Regions from separate parts of the Bicyclus anynana genome. Here region 2 is linked to region 1. A link is a contact called in public Hi-C data. All regions are on one chromosome and are shown on one strand. Each heading gives the region's core, a stretch centred on a gene start, on an enhancer-like site or on the middle of the called end of the contact. The rest is flanking DNA. Distances are from core to core; before and after follow the strand shown.

Region 1 (6,471 bases), core at 1,167-3,666:
TGGATATGACCTCTGCCTCCGATTCCGGAGAGTGTGGGATCGAATCCGGTCCGGGGCGTGCACCTTTAACTTTTCAGTTGTGTGCATTTTAAGAAATTAAATATCACGTGTCTCAATCGGTGAAGGAAAACATCGTGCGGAAACCTGCATACCAGAGAATTATCTAAATTATCTGCGTGTGTGAAGTCTGCCAATCCGTATTGGGCCAGCGTGGTGGACTATTTATTGGCTTTACCCCTCTCATTCTGAGAGGAGACTCGAGCTCAGCAGTGAGCCGAATAGAGGTTGATGACGACAAGAGTTGTACAACACCTCGTTGGTCCAGTGGTTAGGTCAAGCTTCAGACGGGGACCTGGGTTCGAATCCTGTGGCCATGGAATACCTACTAAGCTTTTCTTTTAACTAAGCACTTTTCAATGAAACTTTATCACTCACTGCTGTTTAACTTTAACACTCACCGAAATACTCGCGCGAGTTATCTTGGAAATATATCTACTAATCTTCGCGGCAGGACGAGTAACCAGACCACACAACTTCTCTGCTCACTTACCTCGTTACTTACCTACATATTTTTTTAAACGTTTATAAGGTAATCGTATTAAATTATTACGTGGAATTTACTTATCTAGGTAGGTATATCTTGATTTTTATGTTTAAGCTGTCACCAAACTAACACCAAACACCAAATTACTATTAAATCAAAGCAACGTCCTTAGGAAAAATACTACTCACCTACCTACGTAACAATTCTACTGAATATTTGGTTTTATTATAGTTTTAGGTACCTAAGTAACTTTTTTAGTCAAAAGCACTTCATTTTGTGTTTTTATGTTATTATCAATGATATTAAATACTGTTAGATGTGTTACTAGCGCATGAAAAATGATGCGCTCAAAAGAGGAAATTTATAACACAACTCAATGTTATTTGTGGTTAACAACGAACGTTATTTCAACAAATAATACCTAAATATCATCTACAATGTCGAGTTGTGTGTTCAGGAAGTGTAAAAACTATATATACATAAATATTTAATGGAATTAAAGACAAAATTGTGCATGTGTGCGCTCGGTGTTGTAGCCTGTTTGTTATTCGGATCAATTTTTGCAATGATTTTGTTGTGACGTAACCGATCTATAGTATAAAATTATCATTGGTTATTATGCAGTTTGAAACTGATTGTTAAATTACATTTTTATAAAGTTATACCTAACTTTTTGTTTCACTCCGTCTCTTCTTATCGTCAAAATCTTAATAATTTATGCTCTTTTGGAACAAAATATGCACACAAATTAGGATAGGTAGGTACAAATTTTTATAACTTAACCCAACACGATAACAAATTAAACTTTAATATATTCATAAATTAAGACAGGATAATTAAATTAGGTACTCAGATAAGATCTTACCTGCTGGTGCTAAGTCACAGTAACTCCGTGGCTAAAAGCCTGACTCAAATCCGAGAGGTATTAGATTTCTGCCAGTTGAATTATCGACATAGCAATCTGTTAAAAAACATTTGCTTAGTCGAGGTTACTACACCATTGACGAGTTCCTTAATGATAAAGATGCTTGGAGGCCGTTGGGTCAGCTTTTCCACCTTCACACAGGAAGTAAATCTATAAGAAATTGTAATGTTGTCATCAATTGTCTATACTAATATTATAAAGAGGAAAACTTTGTTTGTATGTTTGTTTGTTTGATTGTAATGAATAGGCTCAAAAACTACTGGACTGATTTTAAAAATTATTTCACCATTCGAAAGCTACATTATCCACAAGTAACATAGGCTAAATTTTATTTTGGAAAAAAATAGGGTTCCATAAGATATTTGGGTTTTTCGGACACAAGGTGTAAAAAATCAACCAGAAAAGTAGAGTAGGGGTAGGCTAGGGGTAGGATAGGGGTAGTTGAAAGTTTACATCGAGTTTCACGCGGACAAAGTCGCGGGCGTCGGCTAGTATATTATAAAATTGTGTTTTTTTTAAAAGAGCAACTGCTGAGTTTCTTGCCGGTTTCTTAGCAGAATCTGCCTTCCGAACCAGTGGTAGAATCTTTACAAATAGTGAACTGACGTATCAAAAGTGCTTGTAAACTGAGCCCACTTGAAATAAATGAATTTTGAATTTTGAATTTTGACGTCTCCTAACATCTACAGGCTTAGTTAGCCTACTTAGCGAAGAGTATAAAAGGATATTGGTCATGATGAAAGACTGGACTTAAAAGCGGTAGAGTCGTGCGGTAACTCAAGATTTGGTCCAATATTGGGACAGTGACTTCTCAAGATTTGGTCCAATATTAGGACAGTAACTTATCAAATGAGCGTCTAATAAAATCCCAAGTGCAGACTAACACTCGTCCGTGATAAACGGCGGCCATCACTGAGCGGCACGGCCTATTATGAGAACGTGACGTCACCGCCCCGCCCCCTCCCGCTTCAATCAAACCGGGAACCCTCGTCAGTCCCCCACCCCACGTTCCGCTTTACTGACTCCGCATTTTTTCTCATAATAATAACGTCGAAATAATCGCGCAAAAAATCTCGACAGACGCGGCGATTCTCATTCCGTCCCATCCCTACCTTTCTTTTTGTTGTTCCGTTCGGTATTCCAAAATTGAATTTAGACTTTTAAGTTATTCTATTCAGCTCTGTATGTTCTTAGCTTTGTTTATCTACATAATTATGCAGTTAAATTATCACATGTACCGACGTACCGAGATTAGTAAGGATAGGTAGACACATACAGTGGTGTGGCACAAGGTTTTTGCTTATGGCACAATACAAATTATACAAAATACAAATGTTTTTCGTCATTACTTCTTAGAGCAAGCAAAGCATTAGGTAGGTACCTATAGCATTTATGAAGTGCACACCACTGTGTAATTAAATGAGAAATTATTTTTTACAAAAACTCCAACCCCTTTTAACTGTTTCATAATATTTGGATAGGATCGTCATCATAATTATCAGCTGATGGACGTCCACAGCTGGACATAGGCCTCTTGCATGGAGTTCCAAACAAAAAGGTCTCGAGCTGCCAGCAGCTCAGCATCCAGCGGCTCCCTGCAACCCGTTTGATGTCCTCAGTCAACGTAGTGGGGGGTCGACCAACACTGCACTTTCCGGTCCGGGGTCGCCACTCCAGCACCTTGGGACCCCAACGTCCATCAGCTCTTCGAATATATAGTTCGAATGCCACTTCCTGGCCATTGCCACATCAGCTTCGCGACATAGCCTTTTGTAGGGACTTCCAAACATTATGATCCTGAGCCATCTGCATCCAGCGAATCCTACAGCCACCGCAGTCCGTGCTTAGTAGGTAAACAAAATTTACCTACGGCACGAGCATAGACTGACGAACTTTTAGCATTCAAAATGAGGTAGCGGTACCTATATGTGGCTATTGCATGCTCTTAGTTCTTACCTATTATCAGATTATAAGAAACAATTAGGTACCTATCAGCCTACCTTTAACTAGAAATCAACCCAAATCATAGTTACCTATACCTATCTATACACTTGTACATAATTACTACCTAACACACATACTCGTAGATAGATCCCTCAATTTAGGTTCAATTGTCTTAGGCAGGCTTATCCTGTGCTTTAGAGAGCACGTTGACGAAAAATCTTGTTTGAATGTCGTAGAAAGTTCTGCTTATTATGCCTTAATAATACCTACATAAACTGGTAAAAGATTATTACTTATCAGAAAATTTACGAACTAGAAATCTAATAGGATTTTCTTAGATAATCAGTTGGGAGATCTTATATGAAAAATAAATTTAATTGGAATTTGAATACTCCAACAGCGCCCCCTCTTAATGAAAAGATATTTTAGATTACTTAAAACTTATGCTACTCGACTATAGATGTCGCTGTTACATATAATTTTTTTTATATCTAAACTTTATTATAATAAAATCATAGTTTTTATTTACTCTATTAAAATTTTAAAGTTATTTTTTGTCTTTTAATTTTAAAATGCTTTGGCTTCTACTGAAAGTACGTAATAAGGCTCAATTCAAGCCTGACATTTTACATAATTTCACGTAAAACATAAAAGTCTAACAAATACTGTAGGTAATATATTCATGTTTCATTTGAATTACAAAGCAGCAGGGTATTCTGACTTTACTTTTTGGAATAAAAATAATGCAACTTTCAAATTAAAATTTTACTTTATACCAATCAAGATGGGAAGTTGTTTCATCAACAAGTGCAAAAAGTTTGACCGCATGGCTTACCTGCTTACGAAGTAGTGCTTATGGAGAGGCATAGATGTCGCTCCGTTACAAGGTTCACTCAGGCGCAAGTAGATGGCGCTGGTTTTAAATGCAATTTTAAACGAGTTTTTAGAATAAAATAGAATAGGATCAGTAAAAAGGAAAAAATTGAAAAACAACAATTCAGTTCAGTATATTTTTAGAATATTTTTTTACCTTTGAGTCTTAACTTTTTTAAGCCTTAATAGCTCAACGGTAAGGGGCTGGATTAATCACCAAAAGGGACGTGGTTCGATCCTTGCGCTGAACCACCCACCCACTCATTTCCGACTAGATAAAGGGTCATATTTAATTAATAGTATAAAGAGGTAAAGTTTGTGCTACCTTATTGTAAGTGGTAGGTACTTAATCTCTGAAACTACAAAACTGATTTTGAAAATTCTTTTACCACTAAAAGTCACTTTATTTCTTAGTGTCATGGGCTATATTTCATAAGCGTATTGTCACGGGAACGGTCACTACACGGGTGAAATAGCGGGACGTCGGCTATAGTAAACTAATAAAATCAACTAGCAAATAATTATCTTCTTCAATACCTATAACTTTATTCTAGAGAATTTTTGTGAGAGGAAAAGATTGATTGTTTCATTGTCAATCACGAATACGTAAATAGATGTAGTAGGTACCTAGCTATTTTGAAAAAGACGTAGGTACCTACTATAGCTTGGCAACTTCGTTCGTAACATTCCCGATGATCCGCGCGGGCCGGGGGGCGTGTAGGGATGAATGAAAACACCACGACTGATGCACCTCACTTCCCCGCACGCACGATTTCACACCGCAGTCTTTCCCCCCGTCGCCCGCATATCATGGGAGTGTCATCAACGAACTTGCGAGACTATAGATGGCCTATTTAAATTAAAAGTCTACTTCTTACTGGTATACGAACAACATTTCTATTGTCCCGAGCACGCCCACAAAGTTCACAGCATGCAATTACAGAGGTAATGCAATAAATCAGCCTGCACGATATAACAATTAGCCGGCACGAGAGCTATGTTAATTAAACACCAATAATAACTAAGTACGGCGACAGCGCGATTGTTTCTGGACTAAACCCCTCCAACTATGTCTACGCATACCTACCTATTGTAGAATAACATTCAACAGAAGGATAATAACATTTAATAGGCAGGAACTTACCTACTACCTTCGTACATGTTAGCAACTACACACAGGCTCTCACTGGTCTAAGCCTCTATAAGAAATAGAGGCTTAGACCAGTGGCGTGCATAAGGTTTAGGTTTAAAACTAGGGTATGCGCTATAAGTTATCAACCCTTATACGGGACCTTAGAAGGGTTAGATCAATATTCCACCACGCTGGCTGGTAATTTGCAGACTTCACACACGCAGAGAATTAAGAAAATTCTCTGGTGTGCAGGTTTCCTCACGATGTTTTCCGTTACCGTTTGAGACACGTGATATTTAATTTCTTAAAAAGCACACAACTGAAAAGTTGGAGGTGCATGCCCCGGACCGGATTCGAACCCACACCCTCCGGAATCGGAGGCAGAGGTCATATCCACTGGTCTATCACGGCGCTATAAGTAAAAATTGGAAAAATCCTTGTCTAACTATGCATTCTGTCGTCCCCTTTTCGGTTTCTACACGACATCGTACCGGAACGCTAAATCGCTTGGCGGTACATCTTTGTCGGTAGGGTGGTAACTAGCCACGGCCGAAGCCTCCCACCAGTCAGACCTGGACCAATTAAGAAAATCTGCTCAGCCGGGGATCGAACCCAGGATCCACCACGCATACCACTGCGCCACGGAGGCCGTCACTAATTGATTTTTAAAAATAAATGTCGTACATAACTGTAACCGCAATGGTGTCTAATAGCCAAGATTGAAGGTGTTATAAACACCAATAAAAGGCTATTCATAGGTACTCTTCACCATAGTGGAATCGCAATGGAATCTGTTAATCAAAGCGAACGCAATCAGTTACGGGAGCGCCATCAAAATGCCGGCGTGCCTCGCTCGCCATGGAGCATCGGATCTTCAATGGCGTTTGTCTGTTCAATTTATTCATACAATGCGGCCCTAAATAATACTGTTGTGAATTTACGTCTAGCTAGATAGTACTTATGTACCCTAAAGCATTTTATTTGATAGTGGACTTACATCTTCTATATCTATCTAGACCTACTTATAATAAAACTGGTCGAATTCTATACATT
Region 2 (6,471 bases), core at 1,266-3,765, 150 kb before region 1:
TATTCTACCCGTGGTGAGTGGAGTAAATAATTAATTACTCTGTAATTAACAGAAATGTTGCTAAAATTGTATCCATTTTGAGTTAAGTAGGTATGCCTTTTAGAAATTAGTTTTTTTCTTTCGTAGGTACCTATCGAATTAGTTGCTGGTAGATGCCTAAGTTCCATTGAAAGACATACTATAGAAGATTTATTGTTGGTAGGTGTCTATTATATAAGAGATTATAGGAGATAGTATTTCTAACACGGTCGCCACACTATGCTTCTCATCCTGCTCCTCGCAATGCTCTACACACCGAAATACCTACTCGCGCGAATTTTTGTAGAAATATTTCTATGAATATTCGCGGCATGATGTGCACAAAGAATCACAGGTTACCTAGCCAAACAAGGCAACTTATATCTAGGTACTATAGGTAAATCTAGGTAAATAGCTAAAAATAAATTCCCAATTGATCTTCTTAAACATAATTTAGGTAACTCATGACCTAACTGTTATGACTACCTAGTAACATAACTAGCTAAATAATAGTGGGACTTTTTAAAACAAATTACATTTATAACTATAAATATTTTTTAACTTACACAGATCTCTGACCACGGTCGTTGAACCCACTAATTTAATTAAACATTAATATTCGTAGAAGTTGCACGGAAACAACACGCCTATTGTATCTACCTACATTTATTTATCAAACCCACCAAGTAGGTATTATGTAGATAAACTGTATAGCCTATCTCCGCCCGTGATCTCAAAACAAGGCCGGCACCTATTGTCATCGTTCCGTTTAGTTTACCTTTAATTACATAGGCGGTTTAACCTCGGCTGAAGAATGCACTTATCTTTTACCCTTAGTTGGGTAAAAGATAAATTAATAGAGTAACTAACCACTAAGCTCCTTGCCGGCTCCTTTTCATAGAAATGAAGTTCTTAAGAGATATCTATAGGTAGGTAATAGGTAAGTATATCTTTAAAAGTGTACTTAAATATTTTACCTTTATTTAGTACACGATGAGATTTGTTTCGATTTGTCACCTTTCTGTTATAATTCTTTCCTGTTTTACAACATGATTTTGTATTAAATTACAAAACGGTCCGAGTCTATCTGGGTGGGCTTCCTTTGTGCTAATTACGTCAATACATCAGTTATTGTTATGAATAATTCATGATTTATAATATTATTATTCGTCTAGATAAACAGCTTCACTATCGGAGTGATACTGTAATAAATAGGTACATATAAATACAATAGATACCTAGGTAGATATTTCTAACTATAGGTACCTACCGTCCGCATAATTATAAGACTTTTAATAAGCAAAAAAAATCCAAAATAGGAATTAAATTGTATTCATAAAATAGTACCTACCTAGGAAGGTGGACTTTTTTTAATTCAGTCATAAATAAATCGTTGCAAAGTTGTCGTTGTTTAAATGTATTATTTTTCTAATGTCATGTAGTTCATCTATTCGTCGCTAGATGTCACTGTTCTAAACAATTTCTAATTCAATTCTAAATTATGCATTGTAAGGTACATTCCGCTAGTAGTTTGATTTATTAATTGATATAATAAAGATGTAAGCGAACTGAAGTTTGATGGACATAATTAATAATATGAAACGATTGAGATAGTAGCGACAAAGTGTGCCGCAGTTCAGTGTAATTGCGATAGAGGGCGTGATTTACGACAGATTTGATTGCCTGTTAATTTGTTGAACGCTTTTTAATGGCTGCTCACAAAACTGCCATTAATTTAATGAGCTTTTAGTGTTTATTTAATTGAAAGGATGTTAAGAAGGAGATTTTATATCGTGTTTAACACCTGATTACGAGTATTAGATATGGTTATTGAAAAATCAGTATGAGATACTAGCATACTCCCGTAACCTTACGTACCGTACGTTATGTAACGTTGTTTTACGTTTTCACTCGTTTAGTAATAGTAACCATTCCCGCGGGAAAACGGAGATAACATACTTAGCCTGTGTTATTCGCTGATAATGTAGCTATTCATTGGTGTTTTTTTAAAGCGGTCCTGTAATTTTAGAGCCTGTTTCTAACAATCAAACAAACAGACAAAGAATAAACAGCAAAAATTGTTGACTTTTTATTTATTTATTTTGTTCATTACTGACTGTTACAGTTTTACAGTTATACAAACATTGGAATCTGTACAATCTTATCAAGGCAGACTCTAAATGCTTATGACTTGACTTTATTAAAACCACCGGGGTTAAATAATACTAGGTTTAATAAATCCTAGGTTTTAAAATCAAATATTTACCCTAGATATAAAAGTTAATTAGGTACATAGTAGGTATTAAACTTGCACTAAGTGGCTAAATGATTGCTAATATCTCCCTGTCAACCAATACCCGTAATGGTTTCTTAATAATAATAATAGCAGGGGTAACGTACCCCTTAAAATTAAAAATGGCCGCTAGAGGAGCACTCTCGATTGGTGGCAATAACTCATTCCGCCGCCGGCAGGGGCGCTGGCGGTGCGTCATTTGTCTATGTCACCCCCCTCCCCCCGCGCTGCTGGAATGCTCCGGCAAGATGTGGGGATGCTGATCTATTGTATAAGTACAAACACTTCACTTGACCGAAATATTGAGCGACTATGGTAAGGAGTTAATTATTAATGATTATCAATAAAGACTACTAGGTAATCACTAGTAGGAAAGTGGATAAGTGTTAATTTACTAGATACCTACAGACAAATACTTTATTGACCGAAATATTAAGGGACTGTGTATCTGGGAGGTACCTATTTATTAAATTGTCCTTCCATCAGTAATAAATAAATGTTTGGAGGAATTAATACCTACCTACCTACCCACCTAGATTTACCTATCTAATGAGACCCTCGAGTAACAACTAAAAGGTTAGGTATGGAATCATGTGTCTAATATTATCAAGATCGGTTCAAGGGTTGTAAATCTATAAATATATCTTACGTTACCTACGAATAAGTACTTAATTAAGTAACAGTAACTAATTCCTAGAAAAACACAAGAATAAGTAGGCAGTATTTCTTGTTGAGCCGTAATAGCCCAGTGGATATGACCTCTGCCTCCGATTCCGGAGGGTGTGGGTTCGAATCCGGTCCGGGGCATCCAACTTTTCAGTTGTGTGCATTTTAAGAAATTAAATATCACGTGTCTCAATCGGTGAAGGAAAACATCGTGAGGAAACCTGCATACCAGAGAATTATCTTAATTCTCTGCGTGTGTGAAGTCTGCCAATCCGCATTGGGCCAGCGTGGTGGGCTTTTGGCCCCCTCTCATTCTGACAGGAGACTCGAGCTAAGCAGTGAGCCGAATATGGGTTGATGACGAGGACGATTTCTTGTTAACCTGTTACGAATTTGAGTAAAGCTAGCTTTAACAATTCCTTAATAAAAACAAAAATCTTTTAATTTTCTGTATCACTTAGTATTCGTATAAAGTAATGATAGAAACACATTAAATACAAATAAGTATGTATCTACCTACTGCTTGTAAGTTATTACTTAGGTCACAGACACGTATTTAGATAATAAATCATGAGGCATATCTATCGGCTTATTGACATTCATTTGACATATTGTTGCCAACTAGCTCTCGTAGTCATCGTGACACTGCAGAATGTGGTAGCTGTACCTAACAATGTAACGTGTCTTCCCGTATGTTATACTTATGGTAGACACGCGGACGCCCGCGACTTCGTCTTAGGTACCTTTGCCGTCTTCTACAGAATTGAAAACTATCGAATTATACTTCTAATTTAATACTTAATTTACTACATATTTTTTCATTACTGTTCCGAACGAATGATGAGGCCCATTTTTGGTCATGTCCTTTCATTTTTCTATGTCAAGCGGCTTGCGAAATTTCATGATGCATTCAAGTCATGCTCTGTCTTCCTTATGAGTGTCAAACATTTTCCTGTAGTTTTACCTGCAACTATTAAGTAGGTCTTGGAATCAAAATACTTACCTTCCTAATACATTTTTCCTTGTCACCTAAACGTGAAACTTACAAGTAATCTATGTTTACGAATCCACCAAACCCATAACTCAGTGGGACCACTAAACTGGTTTAACCTCTGATTACGTTTCTATTAGAAACAAAGTTAAGGAACATCCTCGGAAAACAAGAAAGAGCATTCAGTTTGGGTCCCTTTGTCACAGTAATAAGGTATGGAGTAGATAGTATTTTTTTTCCATAAGAACAGAAAAATAAAACTTCGCAGTTTCTTCGTCGCGTGTCAGAAGGCCATATCGAAACGCAATGCACGCACCTTAACAAAATTATTTTAATAAACCAGGCTACGTGAATGTTTTGATTTCCCTCCGAAACCAGGAAGAAAAACGAAAAAAACTTTTACCTAAGCGACTAAAAAGTTACTCTCGTAATTTTTTCTTCCATCCAAATTCCATTCTTGTTAAAATGTAAATGTTATGCTTAATGTTTCAAGTAGGTATGCCAGTTTATAGTTTTATGGTATGCTCGGACATTTGAGGTATGTAGATGTTTGCCGAAGCGAGCATATACGAACCTAAATTTTAAATGTGTGAAAACATTTAGCTTTCCTGTACGATATCGTGTAGGTGTGGATTTTCATCCTCCTCCTAACAAATTAGACGTTTCCATCTTAGATTGTATTATCACTTACCATCAGTTGAGATTGTAGTGAAGGCCTAACTTGTAAAGAATAAAATTAAAAGTAGGTAGATCAAATATCAACCATCTTAGATTATTTTCTATACAATCTAAGATGGTTGATATTTGAAGTACCTATAATAAATTATGTGGTACGTTTTGCTTTAAACCTAATCTAAAAGTCTTTTACAAATTGAAGTCCATTGAAGAACTACCTACCTAAGATTTTCTCAATTTGCTTAGAGTATAGTTACTCCCTTGAAGTTAGTTTAATGACTTTGACTTCGGGAGTTTAATAAAGACCAGCAAGTCTTCTTCTTCTTCTTAGCGTGGTCCCACTATGTGAGGTCCGCTTTCCGACATAATCTCGCCCACTTTGCCCGATCTTGGGCATCTGACTTCTTGAGTTTGTTGGCTCTCAAGTCCGCACTTTTTCGGGCGGCCTCGGCCTTTAGTTCCAGGGACTGCGGTGTTCAGACAACTGTTACGCACGTAGCTCTGCAGTTTAGGACCAGCAAGTATCTGCTAATAATATAGGTCTACAGGGTTTCGATATACCTATAGAAGTATGGGTTGAATAAACTGTAGGATCCCTGCTCAATTGTTCTACTACTACGAGTAGGTACTATCTTAGACTGCATCATCATTCAACATCAGAAAATACTCGTAGCACGATAGCAGCCAAACAGCCGAATGAAAGATAATATACAAAGAAAATAGAAAACCTTTCTGCTATATCAATGAAGTCTTTTAGGTAGACATTGGTTTTGTTTAGCTAGCTAAATTAACAGTGTGTAAATCTAGTATCTAGGTACTTATATATTCAATTCCTAAAACTGCGTATAAATAAATAACTTCCATAATGTGGCAATGTAACTCAGTAGGCGTTACCTTCAAACTGGATTTGCTGTAGCTTTAAAATTGTTTTAAATTCGACAAAATTGAATAAACTAGTTTTTAATGGCCGCCACAACTTACATACTTAACTACTGAGAAGTGTGGCGTGGGAATCAGCATGACCCGGGTTTCGACGAAGCCTTATACGAGGAGGAACAAAATCTGGAATTTCTTGTTTCGAAACGAGGCTTTAAAAATATTAGATTTTAGGCTCGTCTGCTTACTCTTTTAAATTCTCACAAAATAAAAATAAGTTATGTAGCCAGTTATCGTAAGTACAGTCGTAACACGTAATGGAATAAGCAGGTAGCACTATTTTTTAAGGATCATAGAACACATCAACTCGGTAAAAGATCGTCATCGCATCAACGATGACGATCTCTTACTTAGTTAATGCCGAGAACAAAACGAATATCCATATCATAACTCATCGTATGATGTCGAGTATACACGAATAGCTGGAAGCAGTCAAGATCCACTGCTTCAAACTGCAACTACATTTTAAATACAGACTTTTACGTACGTTCACGAGCAGTTCATCTGCTTCGAGCAATTATCAACGGCAGTTTCAAGCTGTTGACTCTAACTGCAAAAGCGGTCCATCATGTATGTTGATCACTGGCTAACTGCTCGAGCTGTCCGTGTATGGTCGGCATAACACATCGCAGGACATACTATAGGAACAGGAACAGTGCCCATCCCGAAACATACACCTGCCTACGTATGCATTAAGCCTCAAGTGCTTACCATACATATCCTTCAGACCAACCCAGCGAAATAAGGTACCACTAACACAAATCGGCGGTTTCTAAAGAGCTCTGCCTTTATCTACTAGTATGAAAACGTCGTCTGAAAATCGATTTAATAGTTTTGGAATTTTTAGAGGGACAGTACAGACGCTTATCTACGTAAATTTTCACCAAGTCAA

Evidence for each region. Hi-C and Micro-C count contacts between places; a contact is called where the count stands out from the background.
Region 2: a contact with region 1 is called in a Hi-C map of whole body, with 7 times the contacts expected there. The contact joins two enhancer-like sites. A contact is called at or near these places in 2 of 2 Hi-C or Micro-C datasets (whole body and whole larva).

What each region holds. Positions count from the first base shown.
Region 1 is chr10:5,460,911-5,467,381 of ilBicAnyn1.1, reverse strand. All of the region lies in intron 1 of LOC112057779 (homeotic protein antennapedia), which reads left to right. Among protein-coding and RNA genes, the nearest start is that of LOC128198414, 72 kb to the right of the region's middle. Within about 2 kb of position 2,416, at least 7 of the 8 cell types and tissues checked have open chromatin away from gene starts, as enhancers often do.
Region 2 is chr10:5,606,490-5,612,960 of ilBicAnyn1.1, reverse strand. The region is part of intron 1 of LOC112057779 (homeotic protein antennapedia); the gene reads left to right. Among protein-coding and RNA genes, the nearest start is that of LOC112057779, 120 kb to the left of the region's middle. Within about 2 kb of position 2,515, at least 1 of the 8 cell types and tissues checked has open chromatin away from gene starts, as enhancers often do.